Regions from separate parts of the Macaca mulatta genome. Here region 2 is linked to region 1. The links are chromatin contacts, called in public Hi-C maps. All regions are on one chromosome and are shown on one strand. Each heading gives the region's core, a stretch centred on a gene start, on an enhancer-like site or on the middle of the called end of the contact. The rest is flanking DNA. Distances are from core to core; before and after follow the strand shown.

Region 1 (4,241 bases), core at 500-2,999:
TTTTTTTTTTTTCTAAATTGGAGTGTAATCAAACAAGTGCTTAGGGGCTGTCAGGCCGACTGCCTGGGCACGGGCATGGCAGCACCTGGCAGCACCCTGTGGTGCGAACCCAGCCTGTGGTGCTGGGGATGAAGGAGAAACCCAGGACTCCGTGTCGTCTTTCCCAGACAAGCCTTCATGTATTATATTTTCCTTAAAGCCTGTTCTTTAGGGTCCAGGTCAAAATATGTACCAATTTGCTGGCAATAGGTTCCTCTTTAAAACAGTGAATTTTCTTTTGGTATTTTATTATGAAAAATTTCAAATGTACAAAAAGATAAAATAATTTATACTGTGAGCACCTATAGCTGGTACCTGGATTCTACAGTTAGCATTTTGCTCTGTTTCCATGAGTCTATAGTGTTATTTTGATGGATTACAAAGTAATTTTCAAACATTATACATGTAAGCATGTACATCATTAAGTGGAGTTTAATATTTGTTATGGTGCCTAGTTTTTTGGTTTTTTTTTTTTTGAGGTAAAATTTACAGTCTGTGAAAGGCACAAATCCAAGTGTCCTATCTCTGATGAGTTTTAACAAATACACCCAGTCGTGTCACTCAAGCCGTTATCTAGATGTAGATTGCTCCCAGCACCTGAATTCCCTCGTTTCCTACCCAGTGGGTTCCTTCTCACATCTTCCAGCTCTACCAGAGGCAGTCACTTTTCTTTTTTTTTTTTTTTGATGTTTGAAAATTACTTTGTAATCCATCAAAATAACAGGTTTCCAGCATAGTTTAGCCTGTTGTAAAATTAAAATAAATAGTTATATACTCCTCCTGTGTAAAGCCCTTTGACTTGGCGTGTTTTTGATACTCATCCATGTTGCTGCGTGTGTCAGGAGTTTGCTCCTTTTTAACAGTGGACTTTTGAGCGATCATTGGAAGTAGGATCATAGGAGGCCTCCTTGCCAAATGCAAAGACTGCCATTGACCTTACCAGCCAACCAAAGAGGGGCAGGACATTTGGAAAATCAAGTGGATTCTCCAGCTGGGCTGTTAGAAAACAACTCACTTCTGTGGAGAATCACTGGATTTTATAGGCTTAGCTCTAGAAAGCATCATTTTGTCATCATCTTCTGAAATGACAATAATGTATCCAATTACATCTCTCCTTTCTGTCATTTTACACCACAGTTGAAGATTCCTGTCTCTGGATCCAAGTCAGAGGGCCTTCTCTACGTCCACTCCTCCAGAGGTGGCCCCTTTCAGAGGTATCCTGGGAAGGTGACGGCAGTCCGGGGGGTGGGAGGAGGACTTCCTGATGGAAGCAACCCCGACTCTGTTTTCATTTGTTGGTAAATTGCTGTGGGCATAGGAAGAACTGTTTTTCAAGCTTGAAGCTGAAAGCTTCGTGGCCTGGGCAGCAAGCCAGTACTGTGGCTCTTAGCTGAGTCCAGTTTATCCATACAGTCTACTGAATTGCCCTCTCCTTATGCCGTTGAATTCATAAAACTTTCCAGTTATAGTGATCTAGGTCTGTCATAATTTGATGCTATGTTACAGCTTCTCACTTCACTGCCTCGATTGTTACAAATGAATAAAGGGCATGGATTCTTGTTCCAGAATTTATTCATCACATTCTTTGCATAAGCTCTCCACCCCTTAATTGGCTTTGCTTGTCTGGTTGCCAGTAGCTACATCCACTCACTTCCCCCACGGGAAGCCTCTCTCATAGATGCTTGCTGTTTAGCCAGGCTGTGTTTTAATTCCCAAGGACAAAAGGAGCAGGCGGGCCCACCTAGCTCACCCTGGGCTCACTGACCTCTGAGCCTGGGATTAGTGCACGAGCTGACTGGATTCCATGTCAGGAACTGAAGGTCAGTGTGAATTAGGAAATGAGAAATAAACTGCTCCTTCTCCTTCCTGGTGTCCCTTCCATTCGCCTGTCATTGTTAAGCCTGCCTCGAAGTCGAAGCTGGTTAAATAATGAGAGCCCATGGTAGAATGTTACGAATTGTGTTGACACAGCACTCACACAAAATGTTTACAAAAATTTAAGGCATTATTCAAAACAACTGCTTTCTGCACCCCTTTTTTTGACTATGGCCGTTGCCTCAGTGTTCATAGATTAGAGATACTGTACTTCTGGTTTCTCTCAGGTGGCACCTTGACGAGGTCTTTTTAGAGCTCAAGGATGGTCAGCAGATTCCTGTGTTCAAGCTCAGTGGGGAAAACGGTGACGAAGTGAAAAAGGAGTAGAGACGACCCAGAAGACCCAGCAGACCCAGCGTGCTTCTAGTCCCTCCTTCCCTCATCTCTACCATATGCCCACTGGGGTGGTGGCCCATCTGAGTGGCAGACACTCCTGCAACCCAGTTTTCCAGCCACCAGCGGGATGATTGTATGTGCCAGCACATGGTAATTTTGGTATAATTCCAACTTGGGCACAACGAATGCTATTTGTCATTTTTAAACTGAATCCGAAAGAAACCCCTATTACAAATTTAAGATAATTGATTTGAAAGTGCTTTGTATAAAAAAGCAAATGATAAAAGGAATCAGAATTAATGAAATGTTTGTTGATCTTTGCTGGTTCTCATTTCTTTCCTTTCTCTTCCTCTTCCTTTCCCCTGGAATTTTCAGTCTTCATTACAAAGCCTGAAGCTCAGTAGTACTGAAGGGATTTTTTTCTAAATTATTGACATGAGAATGATGAGGAAGACCAGTTTGGTTTTTCACTGTACCTTGAATTCATGTTGTTAAGTAGCTTGTGGACATTCTCCATCACTTTGGAATATTTTGTTTGCATTTATTTCTATTTCAGATACCAGCCATCTGCCCAGTTGAAGATTTGCAAAATAATTTTTATTCCAAACATTTTGAAAGCTTAGAAAATTTGTGTGTGTACATATACACATAAAGTTAACTTAGGAAAGTTAGTTTGAAGGTAACAGCATCTGGCTGGGCGTGGTGGCTCATGCCTATAATCCCAGCACTTTGGGAGGCCGAGGCAGGCGGATCACCTGAGGTCAGGAGGCCTGGCCAACATGGTGAAATCTCGTCTCTACTGAAAATACAAAAAAATTAGCTGAGTGTGGTGGCAGGTGCCTGTAATCCCAGCTACTTGGGAGGCTGAGGCAGGAGAATTGCTTGAATCCAGGAGGCAGAGGCTGCAGTGAGCCAAGATTTCACCATTGCACTCCAGCCTGGGCAACAAGAGCAAAACTCCGTCTCAGGAGAGAGGAAAAAAAAAAAAAAAAAAGGAAAGAAAAAGAAGGAAAAGGGAAGGAAAGGAAAAAGCTAACAGGTTCTTACCTATCTGCTTTCCAAACAACTTAACTGCTTGTTAGATAATCGTATCCTTAGGTTTTATTAGTCTTATAAGGAAACATAAAGCAAAAGAACTTCCTTCTGGGCACCAGAGCCTACAAAAACAGAAATCTGGTATCTGTGCTTTGAAAAGGTCAGTTTAACCCTCTTAGCATTAGCAGGCTTAATGCCATTGTAGTGTTGTCCGCAATGAAGGACAGCCATGAGCTCTCTTCCTACATTCTTAATATTCAGTGAAGAGAAGCCTCTCAGAAAAAAAGAAAAAAATGAGCTTAAACATGCTGGTAGAATATGAGGTCTTCAGTTGTTACAAGTTATCTCTATTCTGGAGTTGTTTCTTTAAAAACATGTTTGTGTGTTCTTTGAGTAGATCATACAGTGAAAAGTCTCCCCCTGAGAGTGCTTTTGTCAGTGTGTTTAGATAAATATTCCAATCTCTACAGTCTTTTAAAATAAATGGCAGAGCACTGTACAGTTTTGTGCTTTTGCTCTTTAAGTTACACACTGTTCTATTGTGTGTATGTTGTGAATTTATGTGTTGCTTGCTGTCTATTCTCTGACAACTTCTACTTCATTTTAGTGTTTGAATTTTTTTTGTTTCTTTGCTATGGCCAAATTATAGAAAACCAGGGCTCAGGTTGGCCATCTGTTCTGAAGTAAAAATAAGTGTAGAGTTTGAATTAATGAAGAGGCTTTTCTAATCCACCTGATAGGAAATAGTATTATGTAGTGAATAGCTCCTTGATTCCTATTTGAAAGCCGCTATCTTGGGTGTTTTTTCTCTTCACATTTACTTCCTGTGCACTTAATGCCTTCATGGGTGATTCTGAGCAGGCTGGAACTTGGTCATTGCAATAGACACTGTCTTTCCTGTTCTTTGAGGATAGCAATGATGTGCACTTGCAGCCCACTGTTTCCTGTAGATCCAT
Region 2 (4,241 bases), core at 688-3,187, 60 kb after region 1:
TTCTAGCAGAGACGGGGTTTCACCACATTGGCCAGGCTGGTCTCGAACTCCTGACCTCAGGTGATCCATTCGCCTGAGTCTCCCAAAATGCTGGGATTACGGGCGTGAGCCACTGTGCCCGTCCAGTTTTCCTTCTTTCGGGTAATATGGGTTACTTCAGAATGTTTGGAATGTCGACAAATTAGAATACACAGCTAAGTCATAGTTCCCTTCACCTTTTGTCACAATTAAAGTATGCACAGATCCAGTCAACTAGGGCCTAGCAGTGAAGTAAATCTTGCTCCTGAAAGGTATTTTTCCTTTTGTTAACATTTAGGAATAAGTAAGACTTTGTTAAGGTAGGATTCCACACTCCCTACCCCGCCCCCCCCAAAAACTATTTCCAAAAGTTACCTTAATATGTGTAAGGCAGTGTGTTTTTAACATTACAACCAATGTTACATTGTTTGCCTTTTCAAGACCCCAGCTGAAGGCTGTTCCAACTGTCAGGCCCTTTCCCATTACAACATGGTGCTATTTTGCAACCATGACAAATGCTGGCAATAATGAGAACATTTACTGAACGCCATGTGGCAAGCCCAGTGGTATGCGCTTGACAGGCATGGCATCTTCAGGACACCTCTGAGGTAGGTAGTGTCATCATTATACTGATTTTACGGATGAGGAAAGTGAGGCTGGGGAGTCTAACCCCTCCAGAGGAAAACACAGCAACCAGGGCACGAATATGAACTCAAGTCTGCCCCCAAAGCCAGAGAATTTAACAACTTCCCCAAGCTGTTCTCAAGGAAGAGTCCCCAAATCCCACAAAAATCACTCGATCACCCCTCTTCAGCATGCAAAATGTAAAGCATCCGAATAGCCTGCACTTGCAACTTCGGAGACAAGCTCTCCCTATTCCCACAAAAAAAAACGGTGGGCTAGGGTAGGGTGAGGGGAGAAGGGAAGAATCGGTTCCCAGCAAAGTAAAAAGAGCGAGAAAAGGGCCAAGCGCCTACGAAAGAAACCAATCTAACTCGAGGCAAAGGGACCTAAATATTTTAGAACTAAAAAGGCACAAAACCAACCAAGAAAACGAAAATGAATTCAGCAGAAGACCGACACAAGGTAACAGAGCACCGGTGCAAAGGAAGCTGTCACAACGGATGCTGTATTTTATTAAAACCACACAGAGAGACCAAGAAAGTCGCAAGAGTTGAAGGAAAAAAGCAAAGCCGGCTCCACAGACCTCTGGTTTTCAGACCCGCTGCTCGGGGTGAAAAGCAGAGCGCGGTCCGCACCTTCTCTCGTTAAATCGCCATTCGAAACGCCACAGAGAACCAAAGGGCTGAGGAGAGGAAAGTGTCCGCGCCTCCGGGACCGCCATCGAGTTACCATCACTCGCTCGCTGGGCGCGGCGCGTGGTGGGGGTGGGGAGGCGCTGGTGCGACTCGGCTGCCCTACTCGCCGTCAGCACCCAAGTTCGTGCCAAGTCACAAAGCGCGTTATCGGCAGCAGCAACGCCACCTCAGGCTCGCCGCCGGGGCCCCGGCGCTTATCGGCGCCAGCGTCCCGCCCCGCGCGTCCGGAAAGGTTCCGCGCCGGGCCCCGCCCGTCCTCACCTGCCCAGCTCCCGGCCCGGGCACAGGCTGTAGCTGTCCTGGAAGGGCTCGGTGCGCACCGCGGCGCGGATCTCTGTCAGCAGCCCGCGGGCCTGTGGCGGCGGCGGCGGCCGGCACGGCACGCTCAGACCCCGGCCGGCCCGGCCCGAGCCTGAGGTGGCGGCTGGGGAGGAGCTGCCGCTGCCCGGCTTCTCCAGAGGGATCATGGTGTTCAGGCCCGCTTCTTTCCTGGCCGCCTGTTCGCTCTGAGAAGCCGGAGGGTCACGGACCCGCCCCCGGCTCCTAGTGCCGGTCCGCGGAGCCTTCAAACACCCGCTCTCCCCAGCGCGGCGCTCGGACTGCGGCAGGCAGGCTACCGGCAGCTCGGCCCCGCCCATGGCCCCGCGCCTGGCCCCGCCCCGTGACCATCCCGCGCCTGCCCTGCGCCCTGCTTTTGGCCCCGGCCAACCCCACCCCACGTCCGCCCCGCACCTAACCCCGCCCCTCCCCGTCCAAGCCTCACTCCGTGGCTGCCCCGCCCCCTCGCTGAGCTCCTGCGGGGTCCTGAGCGCCCGATGCCTCACGCGCGCCCTCTGCAGCTCGGGGGGAGAAGGTGCAGCTTTCAGGACGGCCCGGAGGCTGGAGGCGACTCACAGCACCACCCTTTGGCCAGGACTGCCTACTGCGTTAGCAGAGTTGTGCACCTGTTGAGCATCTGAGTCACAAAAGCTGACCTTCGGTTAATAAAAGGCATTTGAGCTGTAAGCGGGACTTCACGTGGTGGGAAGGGGTGATGAGACCCTGATCTCCGTACACTGGGGGAGGGGTCTGGAGGCAGGAGTTGTATAAATATTATTAACCCTGCACGCCAGCCCTTTGAAATAGACACTATTATATCGTCTGTAGTCGTCCCTATATTTACTTTAGAGGTCTTCTCATCCAGTCTTACGACTTTAATTACCATCTATATGCTCATGACTACAGAATTTGTATCTCTAGCTTTCAAATATTTCCTGAACTTCAGAATGGTGTATTCAACTATGCATTTGGCATCTCCACTTAGATGTCAAATTAGCATCTCAGGCTTAACATACACAAAAGTGAGTTCCTGATTGGTCTTCATGAATGCACTCCTACCCAGCTTTCCCCGTCTCAGTTTTCTTCATCTCCTTCCTTCTAACTCTTCAGGCCAAAAATCTTGGGATGAGCATTGACTCCTCTCTCATGCCCATCTGCAGTTTGTCAATGCGGCATTTGATCATTTCTCTCTATTTCCACCTTACCACCATGGCCTGAGCCACCGTTATCTCTTATCTGGATTACTGTGATAGTTTACTAACTGGACCACCTGCTTCCATCCTTCTTCCTCCCTAATGCCGCATAGTTCATTTTCAAGGCAATGAGAGTGATCTTTTAAAAATCGAAACCAGGCCGGGCGCGGTGGCTCACGCCTGTAATCCCACCACTTAGGGAGGCCAAGGCAGGCGGATCATGAGGTCAGGAGATCGAGACCACCCTGGTTAACACGGTGAAACCCCGTCTCTACTAAAAATACAAAAAATTAGCCGGGCGTGATGGCGGGCGCCTGTAGTCCCAGCTACTCGGGAGGCTGAGGCGGGAGAATGGCGTGAACCCGGGAAGCGGAGCTTGCAGTGAGCCGAGATGGCGCCACTGCACTCCAGCCTGGGCAACAGAGCGAGACTCCGTCTCAAAAAAAAAAAAAAAAAAAAAAAATCGAAACCAAATCGTGCCACTGCTCTGCTCAAACTGTCTCGGAGTTTTGCTTCTGGCACTGATAATATTAGTTTATTTGTGATCAACATTCTCACTAAGAAAAAACAGAAAAGTTGGCAAAAGTTAAAAAATTCCTCTCCCAGCAAAGACTTGGATGACTGAAATCCTGGAAAGATAGGCAGCTCAGAAAGCTGCCACTTTTCCCATGAGGTATTCGATGATTTTAAAGCAATGGCTGGAAGAGTGAGAAAGTAAGCAGAGCTTTCAGCCATCTCATGGGGTTGGGGAGAAAAAAAAATGGAGTTTAGGGCCTATTTAGGATGAGGGGCTGGTAAGCAACTAGGCTTTCAGCTGGGACTCCGAAGGGCTATACCCTAGGGGCCTGGATGAAAGGGAAGTAGACCCAAGGGGCGGAAGACCAGCTTCAAAGGCAATAGTAAATATTCTCTCTGGTGAAAAAGAGCATCATCCAGAGCCACACATTATCCATATAATATTTTATACACCATGTCTGAAACTTAATTTAAACAAAGGACACAGAATTGTCTTAAAAACTAAGGGAAAAAAACAGAAATAAAAACCAGATCCAGATATTAAAGTTTAAAGACAGATTTTAAAATAATTCTGTTTAATATCTTCAAGAAATTAAATGACAAGATTAAGAGTTTTCAGCAGAGAACTGGAAACTCCAAAGAAGAATACAATGGAATTTTGGAATTGGAGAAAAAACCACACTAACTAAAACTACTACAGAATTATGGGTTTAATAACAGATTAGATACAACTTAAGCAGGAATTAGTGAAGCTAATAAGCAAAACAAAATATGCAAAATTAAATACAAGAGATATAAAAACTTTATATAAAAGACAAGGTTTCAGAAAGGAAACTATAACACATGTGGTAAAACATTCTAACACACATGTAATTGG

What was found. Hi-C and Micro-C count contacts between places; a contact is called where the count stands out from the background.
Region 2: a contact with region 1 is called in a Hi-C map of fetal cortex germinal zone, with 2.2 times the contacts expected there. The contact joins the promoter of STK17A here to the enhancer-like site in region 1. A contact is called at or near these places in 5 of 14 Hi-C or Micro-C datasets (CD4 T cells, blood, cortical neurons and 2 more).

Annotation. Positions count from the first base shown.
Region 1 is chr3:84,715,157-84,719,397 of T2T-MMU8v2.0, forward strand. It overlaps COA1 (cytochrome c oxidase assembly factor 1), which reads left to right. Exons shown (of 6, transcript NM_001265636.2): 5 at 1,177-1,253; 6 at 2,142-2,539. The coding sequence ends at 2,241. Among named protein-coding and RNA genes, the nearest start is that of STK17A, 59 kb to the right of the region's middle. Within about 2 kb of position 1,750, at least 7 of the 40 cell types and tissues checked have an H3K27ac peak or open chromatin away from gene starts, as enhancers often do. A contact at or near this core is called in fetal cortex germinal zone, where this site is marked.
Region 2 is chr3:84,774,782-84,779,022 of T2T-MMU8v2.0, forward strand. It overlaps STK17A (serine/threonine kinase 17a), which reads right to left and starts at 1,938. Exons shown (of 7, transcript XM_001095883.5): 1 at 1,599-1,938. The coding sequence starts at 1,804.